Regions from separate parts of the Gossypium hirsutum genome. Here region 1 is linked to region 2. Evidence: chromatin contacts called from public Hi-C data. All regions are on one chromosome and are shown on one strand. The core of a region is the stretch at or near the end of the contact, and the rest is flanking DNA. Distances in the headings are between cores, read along the strand shown.

Evidence for each region. Hi-C and Micro-C count contacts between places; a contact is called where the count stands out from the background.
Region 1: a Hi-C map of leaf shows a contact between it and region 2, with 5 times the contacts expected there. The contact joins the promoter of LOC107914479 here to the promoter of LOC107908100 in region 2. A contact is called at or near these places in 18 of 34 Hi-C or Micro-C datasets (anther, callus, hypocotyl and 3 more).

The regions. Positions count from the first base shown.
Region 1 is chrD08:10,791,653-10,798,455 of Gossypium_hirsutum_v2.1, forward strand. It overlaps LOC107914479 (DUF21 domain-containing protein At4g14240), which reads left to right and starts at 4,799. Exons shown (of 13, transcript XM_016843406.2): 1 at 4,799-5,272; 2 at 5,492-5,568; 3 at 5,694-5,777; 4 at 5,856-5,969; 5 at 6,424-6,507; 6 at 6,587-6,658. The coding sequence starts at 5,026.
Region 2 is chrD08:10,603,714-10,610,729 of Gossypium_hirsutum_v2.1, forward strand. It overlaps LOC107908100, which reads right to left and starts at 3,938. Exons shown (of 4, transcript XM_041099830.1): 1 at 3,259-3,938; 2 at 2,797-3,108; 3 at 2,222-2,383; 4 at 1,231-1,737. The coding sequence starts at 3,375. The coding sequence ends at 1,630. It overlaps LOC107914499, which reads right to left. Exons shown (of 7, transcript XM_041099832.1): 1 at 6,732-7,016; 2 at 6,455-6,525; 3 at 6,064-6,172; 4 at 5,685-5,767; 5 at 5,296-5,454; 6 at 4,708-4,809; 7 at 4,052-4,618. The coding sequence starts at 6,804. The coding sequence ends at 4,604. It overlaps LOC107914515 (a long non-coding RNA gene), which reads left to right. Exons shown (of 2, transcript XR_001688896.2): 2 at 539-800.

The DNA of each region.
Region 1 (6,803 bases), core at 3,549-6,048, 190 kb after region 2:
ATGCAACAAGTAAGGGAAAACAATTCTTAATTGTTGGTACCAAAAATAAAGCTGCTGATTCGATGGCGTGGGCTGCAATAAAGGCTCGGTGTCATTATGTTAATAAAAAATGGCTCGGTGGTATGTTAACAAACTGGCCCACGAGGGACACATGTTATGCTTCTCTCTTTCTCTCACCCCCATTATAAGAGGATGGTCCAATTTCAATTTTAATCCCTTTACTTTTTTTTATTATAAACCAATGGTCAAATTTTAGTTTTAGTACTTATACTACGCTCAAATTTAAGATTTTATTTCTATATTTATTTTTTTGACATAATTTGATTCTTTTTAAGAATTATTTATATAATTTACATAGTAATTGTATACATATAAATATATTTTATTACTTCATTCATTATTTTATTTTTGAATTATCTATAATATATAAAAAATGGTACGATTTTAGAAAAACTTTTGAACCGATGAGAATACCCTTTATTTTCTATCATATTACTAAATTAGTATTTAAAATATTTATAATTTAATTTAAAATTATTAGTTATAACTCTATTTAAAAATAAGTTGTGTCAAAAAATAATTTTAATACCAAATTTTTTAATTTATTTAATTTAATTCCAAATTTATTTTAATACAATATTAAATATATAAAAGAATATTTTAATTGAGAATTAATTGTAAAATTAAAATTTTAATTTCAATTAATTACTTAAATCATACAATCTAGTTGGAGGTATTGTTTTAGAATAGGATAGTAATTTAAAGGATTATAGGACATCAAATGATAATGTATATTTGATCGATGGTAATCAAACAAGATGATTTCAAATCACGAATGAGAAAAAAAATAGCCGCAATAATAATAATAAATTCATGATTATATGTTAAAGCTAAATACCAAGATCTATAGCAACTATCCCTATGTTATTAGGGCACATACAATGATTAAAAACATGACCATTTCGAGGCAATTAAGGGGGCTGCATTGCATCTGGCACCACAGATGGATGCCAAGAAGTGGGAAATTGGAACTATTTTTGTTTTTCTTTCTGTTTAGTAGAAGACAGAAACTAGTGGTGGTCGACATACTTACGGGGGGCTATCCAGAGGATCTATGATGCTAACTTTGGAAACCTAAATTTTCATTACAGGACCTTGGGGTCTAAGTAATCATCTCACCCAACTGTATCTCAACTTCTCCCATGCTTGTCTTGTGTCTATTTGGGCCTTCCTAGGCCCCGTAGGTTAGGCAGGCCGAATTTCTGGGTCTAAGCACCAATAGTTGGATTTGTCGTCGAATGAATTTTTCATTTCGTCTTAAATTTGAAATTTAGTTATTTTACTTTTATTTTTAAAATTTTAGTTTTTTTACTTTTTAGATTTTAAAATTTAAGTCCAATTATTAAATTCAAATTTATTACAACGTCATCTTTTAAATTACATTACTATCAAGTGAGGTTTTTTTATTAATTTCAAATTTAACAGTGTTAATAAATAGATTTGAAATTTGAAAAATAGAATGACTAAATTTTTATAAATAAAAGTACAATGATTAAATTCTAAATTTTTGAAGAGTACAAAGAATTATGACATATTTTAACCTTTTCATTTTTAATGTTTATGTAAACATTGTCAATTCAGATATTGCAAATTTGAAATGGATGCAAATTAAATGCCATCGAATTGGATTCCGATTGAATCTACGGGTTAAAGTCATGTTTTAACTATCAATACTTGCCTTAAACATTAATTACTGTTTACATAAATTAAGAAATAACATATTAAAACATAATAAAAATATTTTCAAAAAATAATCATAGTAATTAATTATAAAATTATATATAATAATTTTTATTAAAAAATATATCTTTTAACATTTTTTTTTAAATCTTGTTGACTTCTCTTAAATCATATTCTTTTGTATTGTATAAACTTAATCGAACAATGAGATGAGATAATCTAAATATTTAAATTTGTGTTTATCCCCTTTATTATTTGATCAACTCAATTAGTTTACTTATTTTAAACAAAAAATAAAATAATATTTATGTAATTCAAAAATATATTATAATATGAATTTATTTCACATAATTATATTTAGTAGGTATTATATTATAAAAAATATACATAACATTTAACTCTATATAATAGATCAATTATTATACAATTAAATTACGAATGTGTAATAATTATTATACAATTATGATATTATGGTGTGCATTCCTTTATTAATGATACGCAACCTAATCATTAAATGTGTAACTAATTTTGTGGTAGATTATAACATATACAATTCACATTATATAATTAAGGTAAATTATTAATTTTATGTATCTTTATATACAACTATGTTAATGTAATGTACATTTTCACATTAATGATATGTAAGCATCAACCCGAAATGTGTAACTAACTTTTTTAGCATTATATAATTGGGGTTGATTATTAATGATATGTAATCTTATATACAATTATGATATTATAATGTACATTTTTACATTAATGATACGTAACCTTAAACAATTAGCCTTATATGATTAGGGGTAAGTAATTAAGTTATTTGGGATTGTCATCAAACTTTTAATTTGTTTGGAATTTTTATATTTAAGTTGTTGTGGGATTGTTATGTTGGATTTGTTTGAATTATTATTTAACTAATTTTATTAATTGACATTTATTTATTATTAATTATGAATAAAAAAATTATTTAAAATTAATTTTTTTGTTTAATTTTATATTATTTCATGAATTTGAATTCGAGTTTTTGTGAATTTGGATATTCGACATATGATTGAAATTGTTAAATTCAAATTTCTCGCAAATTTTAATATTTAATGAATAATAATATTTAATTCATACTCGGAGAATAATACATGAATAATTAATGGATTCAAATTTTTAGATAAATTTATAGATACTCCAAAAAGGACAAGTATTTTTTAGACAAATTTATAGATTCTCCAAGAAAAAAAAAGATATTGGATCCATTGCAATTCCTAATAGGGATGGCAAAAAAAAAATCTGAGTTTGTGGGTTTAGATTATTATTATTATTGTTATTATTATTATTATTGCAAATGGAAGGTAAATATTTTTTACAAAATTCTGAAGTGGGGTCAGGGCAAAATTCACTTTTTCCCAGTCTTTCATTTGAATAATGTAAGAAATATATATGTACTAAAATATGTATATAGGAAATTTAGGTTTAATTCAGTAAATGAAATAGAGCATGAATAAAAAATGAATTTGGTGGGAATAAGATAGAGATATAATAAATATTATGTTCCTTAAAATAAAAGTGGTTTTTTTAGTTTGATTGGTTGGTTGGAATGTAATAGATAAGAATTAGTTTTACTTTGTTTAGGATGGATTAAATTATATATGTATTAAATATTTACAAGGGATCAAATTACTAAATGTAACACATAATACTTAATTTGATCGTTGAGTCTGAGTTACAGGATGTCACAGTTGTTTTCAAAGTAATTACAATCACAATATCTATCAATTCAATGCTTTATATTCACTAATATGTTCATTACATCATCATATTATATATATATATATATAATCTACTCCAGGGCTTATCCAAGCTTACAAAAGCTTTTTTGATAATTCGTGACCATTGGAGGGCTAAAAAGTAAAATTTACAAATTGTTTTATGCTAGAGTCATGACTCCTATGGTGTGGTGTCGCGACCTTGAAGACAGTATATAGGAGTTGCAACATCAAGCAAGGGATGTCAAAATTTTTCCTTTTCGGAAGGATCAAAATTGAATTTTAAAGTTTAGGAGGTGAAATTGTAATTTTATCATTAGATTAACTTAAATTTTTATAACTTAAAAAAAAACTGAGAATATGTTTGGAAGAATTTTAATATTGTTGATATTTTCCAAATGTTAACAATTCATCAATTCATTTGTAATTGCTAGGTAATTGGTTTAAGAAAAATTAAGTTATTAAAATTTTATAAATTATAAAAGAAGAATAATTATATTAAAAATAAATAATATAAAAATATTCAACATCCCTATCATTATTTTTGTAAAAAATATTATAAATGGTTTTAATAAAATAAATTTAAAAAATATATAAAAAAATTAAATAATAATGAATTTTGAAGTTTAAGCTTTTATTTAATAATGGGAATTTAGCTAATGAAATTGGTTATTGAGATTACAAATGATTTAAAAAAAAGGGAAATTAGCTAATGAATTTTGAAAATCCTCGCTTAAATGAATACTTTTATATCTTAAGATCAAAGCTTTTGCCTGCACTGTAGCCCCGCACCGACTTCTACGTACAGATTTGTACTCAAGAAGTGAGGCTCTCAAGCTTCAAGAGAGAACGGTAAAGTTTGTTGTTTATCTCATTCGCATGTGAGCTTCAAGCGACAGTGGTGCACATTCTTCGCGAAGGAGATCCGACTACATTGCTCACCAAAGCCTTACTATGGGAACCAAGCCAACTCTCCCATGGCAACTGCTATGGAAGGATATTTATTTGTTTCTGGTTTACTGGTGTGATTCTTCTTTAAGAAAAAGAAAAAATAGCATGTGAGGTTGGTAGAATCATTCATTTCACCCGGCAAAAACTCTTTATTTATTATTGTACCTTGTACAACTAGTCCTGGTAGAATAAGCAGAAGAGAATGTTGTTCCCAAGGCAGCATTTGGGCCAACCCATAAGATAATATTGGATTGGAGTATGACCCACCATTAACCTGACATGGGCTTTTGCAAACAAAACAGCATGAATTTTTGGTGGAAAATCAACATGTAACGTAGGCGGCATGTCTACATTTCATTTGGTTCACGCAGTTAAATAGTGGGTGAAAGAAAATGGAGATGGAGACGGAAGATTTTTCATCGTAGAGAGCCCAAGCTCAACTATATGATTTGACTGCTGTCCACTTCTTCGGCTTCTATTCACAAATCACAAGCGTTGTCCTTTTCTCCTTCGCACGCGTTGCACCGCACCATACCGACCAAACCCCCCAACAACCTCCCACTAGACTGATTAGGAAATGTTGTTGGGGAACGCCATAGCCGGAGCTCGTATAATCATGGCGTCGTCATCCAACCACATCGTCTTCGAACCTGATGACATCCCTTTCGGCTCTTTTGAGTGGTTCGTCTTTGCGGGAGTTTCCTGCTTGCTTGTGCTCTTCGCCGGCATAATGTCCGGCCTTACCTTGGGCTTGATGTCTCTGGGCCTCGTTGACCTCGAAATTCTTCAGAGAAGCGGCACTATCACCGAGAAGAAGCAAGCTGGTAAATTACTAAATTCCCATTTCGATTTTCCCCTTTTCTTTTACTAGTCAATGGTAACAGTACAATTAGTAACAGTTCCAAGTAATTAAATATGCTGAGTTTACTGTTTCAATTTATAGAATTCTGATATCATACACTAGAGAAAAAAACCCTGTTTTTTTTTTGCCCTTCTTTTGTCCCCTATGATTATCATTTATTTACATAATTATATGTCTGCAGCTGTTATCTTACCAGTTCTTAAAAAGCAGCATCAGCTTCTTGTAACTCTGCTTCTCTGTAACGCTTGTGCCATGGAGGTGAGCATTTACATGTTGTTATTAAAATTATTAACGGTTTTAATGGCCATATATATATATTTGTATTTAAGAAGCTACTGCATTTCCTTGAATTTTCCTTATACTCTTGATTTGTGTTTTTGCAGGCTCTTCCTATAACCCTTGATAAAATTTTTCACCCCTTTGTTGCAGTGTTGCTGTCTGTTACTTTTGTTCTGGCTTTTGGAGAGGTCTTATATATTGTGTTTTTTGTTGTTTCAATCTCAGCTATTTAAGCCTTTCGAAATGTAATCCCTGTTTTGGATCAGATTATTCCACAAGCGATATGTTCAAGATATGGACTCTCTGTTGGTGCAAATTTTGTGTGGCTCGTGCGTATTCTGATGATAATTTGTTATCCCATCGCTTACCCTATTGGAAAGGTAGTGTCCTGTTGAAATTCCTGGGTTAAAAATTGTGAATACACTAGCACTATTTAGACAAACGGGTAGTTTCCTTTTGTGTTTGTAGTTTGTTCTACGTATATCACATAGCAAGCTTTTGTTTTTGGTTATTCAAAGGCATTTAGTTCAATAAGAGTCAAAGTATTAGTGGGTCTTTTAGGAGGTTTTGCATTGAGCAAAGAAACAACTTCTGATGTATTGAGTAATGCTCAATGTGCCTTGGCACCTTGGGTATATGATGACCAAGTCTTGATACTTTTTGACTCCATTCAGACAATCGTACAATTTGGAAATTGTAATAACCTTAGATATATGATATTTCTTGAGAGCTGTGGTTTTCTTGGATATTAACTTCTGTTAGAGGTTTTAATACCACAAACTTCTGAAATGTGCTTTTCTAATTGTACTCCTACATTCATTGGTATGGCTTCAGGTTCTGGATGCTGTGCTTGGCCATAGTGATGCTTTGTTTAGACGGGCTCAGTTAAAAGCCCTAGTCTCCATCCACAGCCAAGAGGTAACTGCTTAAACCAGACTAGATAATATTGCTTAACCAAGTTAAGTATTTGGTGGCTTGTCATTTCTGTCCTTAATAGGCTGGCAAAGGTGGTGAACTAACACATGATGAGACAACCATCATTAGTGGTGCACTGGATTTAACTGAAAAGGTAAATGCTATTATTGGAATAGTATTTCATGAGTAAAAATCACCTTTGTCTTTACATTTCTATCTATGACAGATACTTCCAGTATTAAGATGTTTCATTTTCTGGAAGATGAATATTTGTTTTGACAATACACAATGAAAAATTG
Region 2 (7,016 bases), core at 2,688-5,187:
GCATGCCATAGAATTATGAGTACTCACCTATGTGTGTTGTGATATAAGGGGTGCTGAGGCCCAAGGATAGTGTTGGAGAGATAAGGGAATGTGAGCCGAGCTCCATTCATCGGGATATACATGTGTTATGTGTTGGAGAGCGTTAGCTATACACTTCGCTTACGAGATATAATTGACTTTACGAGTCTATGTGTGGCATGATTGAGATTCGTGTCTCCAATGAGTGGTGATAAAGTCCACTTTATGTTTCATAATCTCAAAAGCCAAATTATCATACACCGTGACTAAATGTGATTGTATGTGCTTATATGTGATTGATATATGTCGGAATATATAAATGCCTAAACATTCGTATAAATAATGTGTAAAAGAATGCATGGAAAATGACTAAATATGTGAGTTATAACACTTAGTTAATGATGTTTTAGGAATATGTTGTATGTTGTTTGGTTGATGCATGACAACTTGTTTGTGTAGTGGTTGTTCTAGGCATTCACTGAGCTTGTTAAGCTCACCCACTCCATTTTATCCTTTGCAGAGTAGTTGCGTTCCCGATGTGAGCGGTATGGTTGTCGAGGAATTGATCCAAGCCATTCATTATTCATTATATTAGATGTTTTGCTTGTTCTAGGGAATAAAAAGGCAATATGGTAGACATTTATATTGGATTGTTAAGACGTATTTGAGATTATTTGCATATTATGTATGTTTGGAAGCGTGTGGACTTGGATATGGTATTTGGACTATTGTTTTAGACATTTTGATGCTTATATGACTAAGTGAATGAAGTTTGATGTTTAGGAATTAAGTTTGAATGATTAAAATGCTCTTAAATGTTGAATTTTTGCAACTTGAAATAGAGGTATCAATATTAGGGCTTTTAAAACAATACCTCTGTATTTTTGAAAGCGCAGGGAGTCAAAATACCAATTTGGTATCAATACCTTAGCCCGAGTATTGATACTCAAGATGTAATTATCGATACCTTGCGAAAGGTAACAATATTTTCCGATGTTTTGAAATTTGTTGAGAAATAGAATGCTAGTTTGGTATTGATTTTCCAGGTGGTATCGATACCACTTAAAGAAAATATCAATACCATAGAGGTGGTATCGATACCTATGTAATATTTTTTGGAAAACTTGATAAGTGATCCTAATGCATGATTAATACCTATGTTATGCTATTTTATGAATTCTTGGTATGGTTTATCAACAAAAAGTGAATGTATGGTTTGTAATTCATGATAATGCTATGTTATTATTAATTGAAAAAAAGAAAGATGCATGAGAAATAACATGTTCTAGATGAACAACTAGTGAGACTGTGGTGTGACATCTTGATATTCGGCTTGACGTCTAGGCCGAGTATGGGATGTTACAAAAGAAGTTGAGATCAGTTTTTTGTTTCTTTTTTTTTTTTTTTTTGTATTGCTGCATGTTTTGCTTCAATGTCCTTTGCTTCCCTTTCTCAAAAACACCAACATCAAATCCACATAAATAGTACCTCATTAAACCAAAACCTCGTAAGTCCATAATAATTTAAGTTGCAGGGAAATGTTGGAGGCAGTAACTATCACTAGAACCTGCAATTCATCCAGGATCAGGGTAGGGAAATTGAACTCCAAATCTACACCAAAACAGAGCCTTCCATCACCATAACAGCTTTTCCTCGCAGAAGCACTCTGTGGTTCTGCTCATCTAAATGGATCTTCACAATTCCTCCTCTAGGTGATGCCTGTGCGAAGCAACCAACACAATCAATATCATAACAACAACAGTTTCGTTGGATGGTTCAAAGGAAAAGTAAGGGAAGAATACCGCATGCGCAACAAAATCTAACTTTCCCAGCTTTTGGCTCCAATAGGGTGCCAAGGCACAATGTGCACTTCCGCAAACTGGATCCTTATAGACATGAGAAAGAGAGATTAGCATGTCTACATAACGATCCAGCAATGTCGAGCCAAAGAGAATCATGTTGCAGGCAAAGCTATACATGCATTGAGCACATATATGTATGTATCTCAGTGTTTACTTATTTTTGCAAGTAATCATCTTCACTACTTTTTCCAGACAACAGACAAACTTGATAGTTAATGTCAAATGTTCATTCCAGGGACATAAATACGACACATTTCATCCTCAACAAAAGGCATGGAGCATAAGTTAAGCAAAAACTGTCTGCTTAGATGAAATAAGAAATGTTGGATACCATGGCTCACCTCATTAATACCATACTTAGGACAGAAGAACCGACTAATAAAATCAAATTCAGAATCTGGAGGGGCAGCCCCTGAAACAATTAAGCCTCGTCCAGGACATTTCAGTATGTCGTCAAACCGTGGCTCCATTTCGATAACAGATTTTCCAGATTGGAGCACAACCTAAGAGTATCCAAGTAAACAGAAAAAAGAAATCCCCTATCACTACACTATCATTAACAAACGTAAAAGTATCAAATGTGTCAACAAAAGCACATTATCCCTATTTCAGTCACTTGGAGAACCAGTAACACCATATATGCATATAGCTTGCTAATCAAAATTGAAAGCAATAGGAGAACTCAGGCTTTGCTTATGCAAATAAAATCCACATTTTTAATCGTACTTCTATTTTAAAAGTAACTTTAATCTCTCTCAAAAAAGAATATTGATGTACTCAGAAGCACGTAGTGATTTTAACTAATAACCAGGCAAGGCTGATACTTAAACCAGAAATGTTAATGATCCTGTTCAAGCATGAGAAAAGAGAAAATCAAGAAACAAAAAAAAAATTACTAGTGTTATTGAGGAATTACAAAGATATCATCTGCGGTAGTCGTTCTCTTAACATCAATAAGTGGAGCATCGTTCAAGGCTTTCGATATAAGTGAAGCCTCAGCAGAATTGAAGTCGGTGACTGGAACTGTAGGAAAATTCAGTTCGATCAGAAAGTGGTCGCTCACTCCGCCATTCTGAACCTCGGAGACATTGGTTGGACAAACATCTGGAACCTTTTTAGCAGTTAGGATTCCAGATAATGTATCAAATTCAATAATGTTTGAATTTACCAAACCAGTTGTAAAGAGAGTATGAGCAGATGCTAAGGTTGCATGACCACATAGATTTACCTGCCAAAGAGGTAAACAATTAATATCCAGGTCGCAATTGCTATATTACCACTTCACATTTGAGTCGAGCTTTAAGGTTTAATCAAGAATAATTGAGCATATCAAACATCCAATCTATTAGTGAAGGGTGTTGGAAATAAGAGAAGTGACCCCGGCAACAGGGGTAAACCATCTATGACGAAACCTGGTGTTTGGAGAGGTGGAATTGGTGATCCGAGTCAAGTAACAAGTCTCGGAGATATTAAACTCAGCAGCCACTGCTTGCATCCATTTCTCATCTCTTTCTTCCTCCAACAAACAAACCGCAGCTGGGTTCCCCTTGAAGGCGGAGTTGGTGAATGCGTCAACCTGTTCAAGAATCAAACATTCCAACCTGCTTATGACTTGACCCAACTCATTCTTTCGGGATAAGACTGAGTTGAGCAGTAGCACAGAAATAAACGAGCAAAGATAAGAGACAGAGATATTAACACATAGTATTTGATGGGTGTTTTGGCCATGTTGCTCAGACTAAGATTTGAGTTTGAGAGAACACAGTTTTCTCAACTTTGGAGTTGAACGGAGATAAATGATGGTGCTGAAGAAGTAAAAAGGTCAAAAGCCAAAGCCAATTTAAACAAGACCACCTCAAATTGCCATTCATTTTTTTAATCAATTTCCTCTTCAATTTTTTAATCTGTAAAGTAGACTTTAGGTCAAGTTAAGCTATGTCCATAAAAAAATACTTGTATCAAATTAAATATACCATTCTTGTTTTATAAATAAAATCTGCTAAAGCTCCCAAGTTCCATTGGAGAGGTTTTTAGAGTTGAGAAAATGAAAATACAGCCTTATTGTTAATTAATTATATAAAAATTTCATATATTTTTTCTTCTTAAATCAAGTTTAGTTTATAGAACGAGTTCAACATGATTTTATGGACTTTAAGAGTTGGATGTTATAATTGACATGGCCACATAGGCCTGGAATAAACAGTAAACATATAAATATAGTTTTTGATCCATCATATCATACAACAGCTTGGAATCATCATGTTCTTTAACTAAACCCTAAACCAGCAATCAACCTGTTCTGTTGACTGGGAAGAAATTATAAATTAAATCCAGGCACCTTAGCTTCACAAAGCTACAATACAGATGATGACTAAACGCAAATAAATTACTCCATCGAGCGCAGCATTGTGCACAAACTTATCTTATTTATGAACATGAATTGGGGGGGGGGGGCGAATTTCTGCCCCTAGAACTACCAAATGCCCTCCTTTGACATTTTCAGGAAATTGGACAAGGTGATATTAGGGAGCTCAACCACCCCTGTCTTCTTCTTCTTTATCCTCGTCACCTTTAGTGACTCCGCACCCTTTGACTGTGTAACTGTTACCGAGACCACGTTGTAGAACTGTTTAACGAATGTTAGGGAAGAAATTATTACACTTTCACCGTGTAAGATATTCATCAATATTCAATATTAAATCCAACACTGGTTGCAGCAAGAATCAGAGAGCTATTTTCTGAACAAAAATTTCCATCAGTAACCAACTCAGCATTGCATTTAACGAAGCAAGCATGTTCAGAAAAAGGGAAAAGATCGAGGGGTTACCTCACAGACACCATGCAGCAACAATCTATGGAAAGGATCTTGGACCTGTAAAGCAAGGACATCCCCATGTCCACGTTCCTGGATGAAGGTCCGTATGCAGTCCTGAAAAAAGAGAAAGGGTTTAGGTATTACCAAGTTGCCTAAGAGTAAGAATGGGAATATTTAACTTGAGTGGTCTTATGTTGAACCATATTTCACTCTCGTACATTACCTGTTTACTTATCTAAATAGTTAATGACATAAAATTTTCAACCAGAAATCTGCTCTCAAGCCTTTTGAGCATATGAATTCCATCTCTCATGGAATACATCTGGAGTCTGGTATGCTACTAAACACACTAATCGCATTAAGTCTATCTTAACCACTACTTATCCCTTCAATTATACTATTATAGCATAAATATTAAGCTGGGATCTATAGCATACTCATACCGACATTAACCCGGCATAGCCCTACCCTCCTTGCACTTGATTTTGAGAAAAGAAAACAACATAGTGAATAACTTGTAAACAAAATAGAAGAAAAAGCTCATGAGAAGAACCTATTAATAATAACCATTCTCAAAGAATCAAAAGCAAAATCATGTACCTCATAGCTCGCAATAAGATCTGAAAGAAAGCTACGGCGAAGTGCTTCTCTTGTTCGGCAATCAACTCTTCGCCATGCACTCAAGAAAGCTGCCTTATCAGCGTCAGCATGAAATTTCTTCTTCATAGATGAATTATTTAAGGCGCCAATAATATTAGCCTAACATAAAGGAATATACAATAATGTGAGCATGTATCCACAATAGTTTTCCTATTCTAGAATTTGCTTAAGGTTATCATCTTCAATTACAAAATCAGATATAATATCTTCCTCCTTATACACTTACCAATAGTTTTCCTATTCTGAATTTGCTTAAGGTTATCTTCTTCAATTACAAAATCTTTTTATAACATTGAAAAAGTTTTGACGAACAAGGGAAGTAAAATGACCTCTTTATCCATATCTATAGTCCTAAATTTGTCCCATTCTCCCACATTCGTCATGCAAAATGCTGATGGCGGCACATCATCACCTGTGAATGAATTTGCAAATAGGGGCTGATTATATTCCTTTGAAACAAATCATTCAAAAGTATAATGGGACACAAAGCGACCAAGACCACAAGTATGCCACACAACAACAATGTTCTCATCCCTTCCACTATTATCATGTTAAAGTTGCACACTCTTAATAGCTAAAGGCACGTATAGAGCATCAATTAATACACATTGCCCATGGCTGATGTTACACGGTTATTATACTCATGAATGCAGTTACTAAAAAGTGCATACGGTGAACTGAGGGATATCCAGCAGGACATGTCATTACCCCATGGTGGTGGAGCAAAAAGGCCTCTTACTTCTTCTGCATTCAAGCGAGGAACAAGTTCCATCAACAATCTATCATTTAACCATCTTCTAGAACGTCGGTTTGTAACCTGAGGCAAATAAGCAAGCATTTCAGGGAACGAACAGCTTATTCGAGAAATATCCCAAACAAATACAGCAATGAAACCATTAACTCAATAGAATTCATAAATGAACTAGTCCAAAAATAGTCTTAAAGAGTTAAAATTTCAAATACGCAAGAAATTTGCAAACAAAGAAAAAGTTAAATCAATACAACACCTATCATCACTAAAATGGATCCTATAATCAATAAGATCAGAGTGGAAATTGTTCTAAAAATGGACCCATTCGCAAGTGATAAAGAACGTTACTTTTCCAGTCAAGCTCTCGAGAAGCTCAATCTTCTTCTCAATCGAGAGCCCACGAGATTTTCCATTTTCTCCTGCCGAAAAAGTTAAAACAAACATCACTTAATTTTCCCAGAAGGGAAAGATTTGAATTTTTTTCACAGAAATGGCGTAGTTTTATCCACATAATAACACACAATAACTAACGCTAAAAAGGTTAAAATCGATCTGGGTTCATTCCATCAACAACACAAAAAAATGGAACAAAAAAAAGAACACACAAATATTTTTAAAAAATTACCTTTACGAAGCTCAATCAAGGGAGATGATAAGAGAAGGTCGGTTTCTCTTTGAAGAACCCCAGGAGTGGCCATGACTGTTGATAGTTTGATCGGGGATTGAATGGTTTTTGGAGATGACTAGATCTGTAATTGATGAGTGTTTCCGGGACGTTCTTTTTGGAAGGAATAAAAAAAATCGAATCCAAACGCAGCCTTATCCTTAAAAAGCCCTTTCAGACTACCTCCGAACACTGATCTAATGGAAACGTGAGGAAAGCTTGAATGTTAAAATCAGCTGCTTCGGC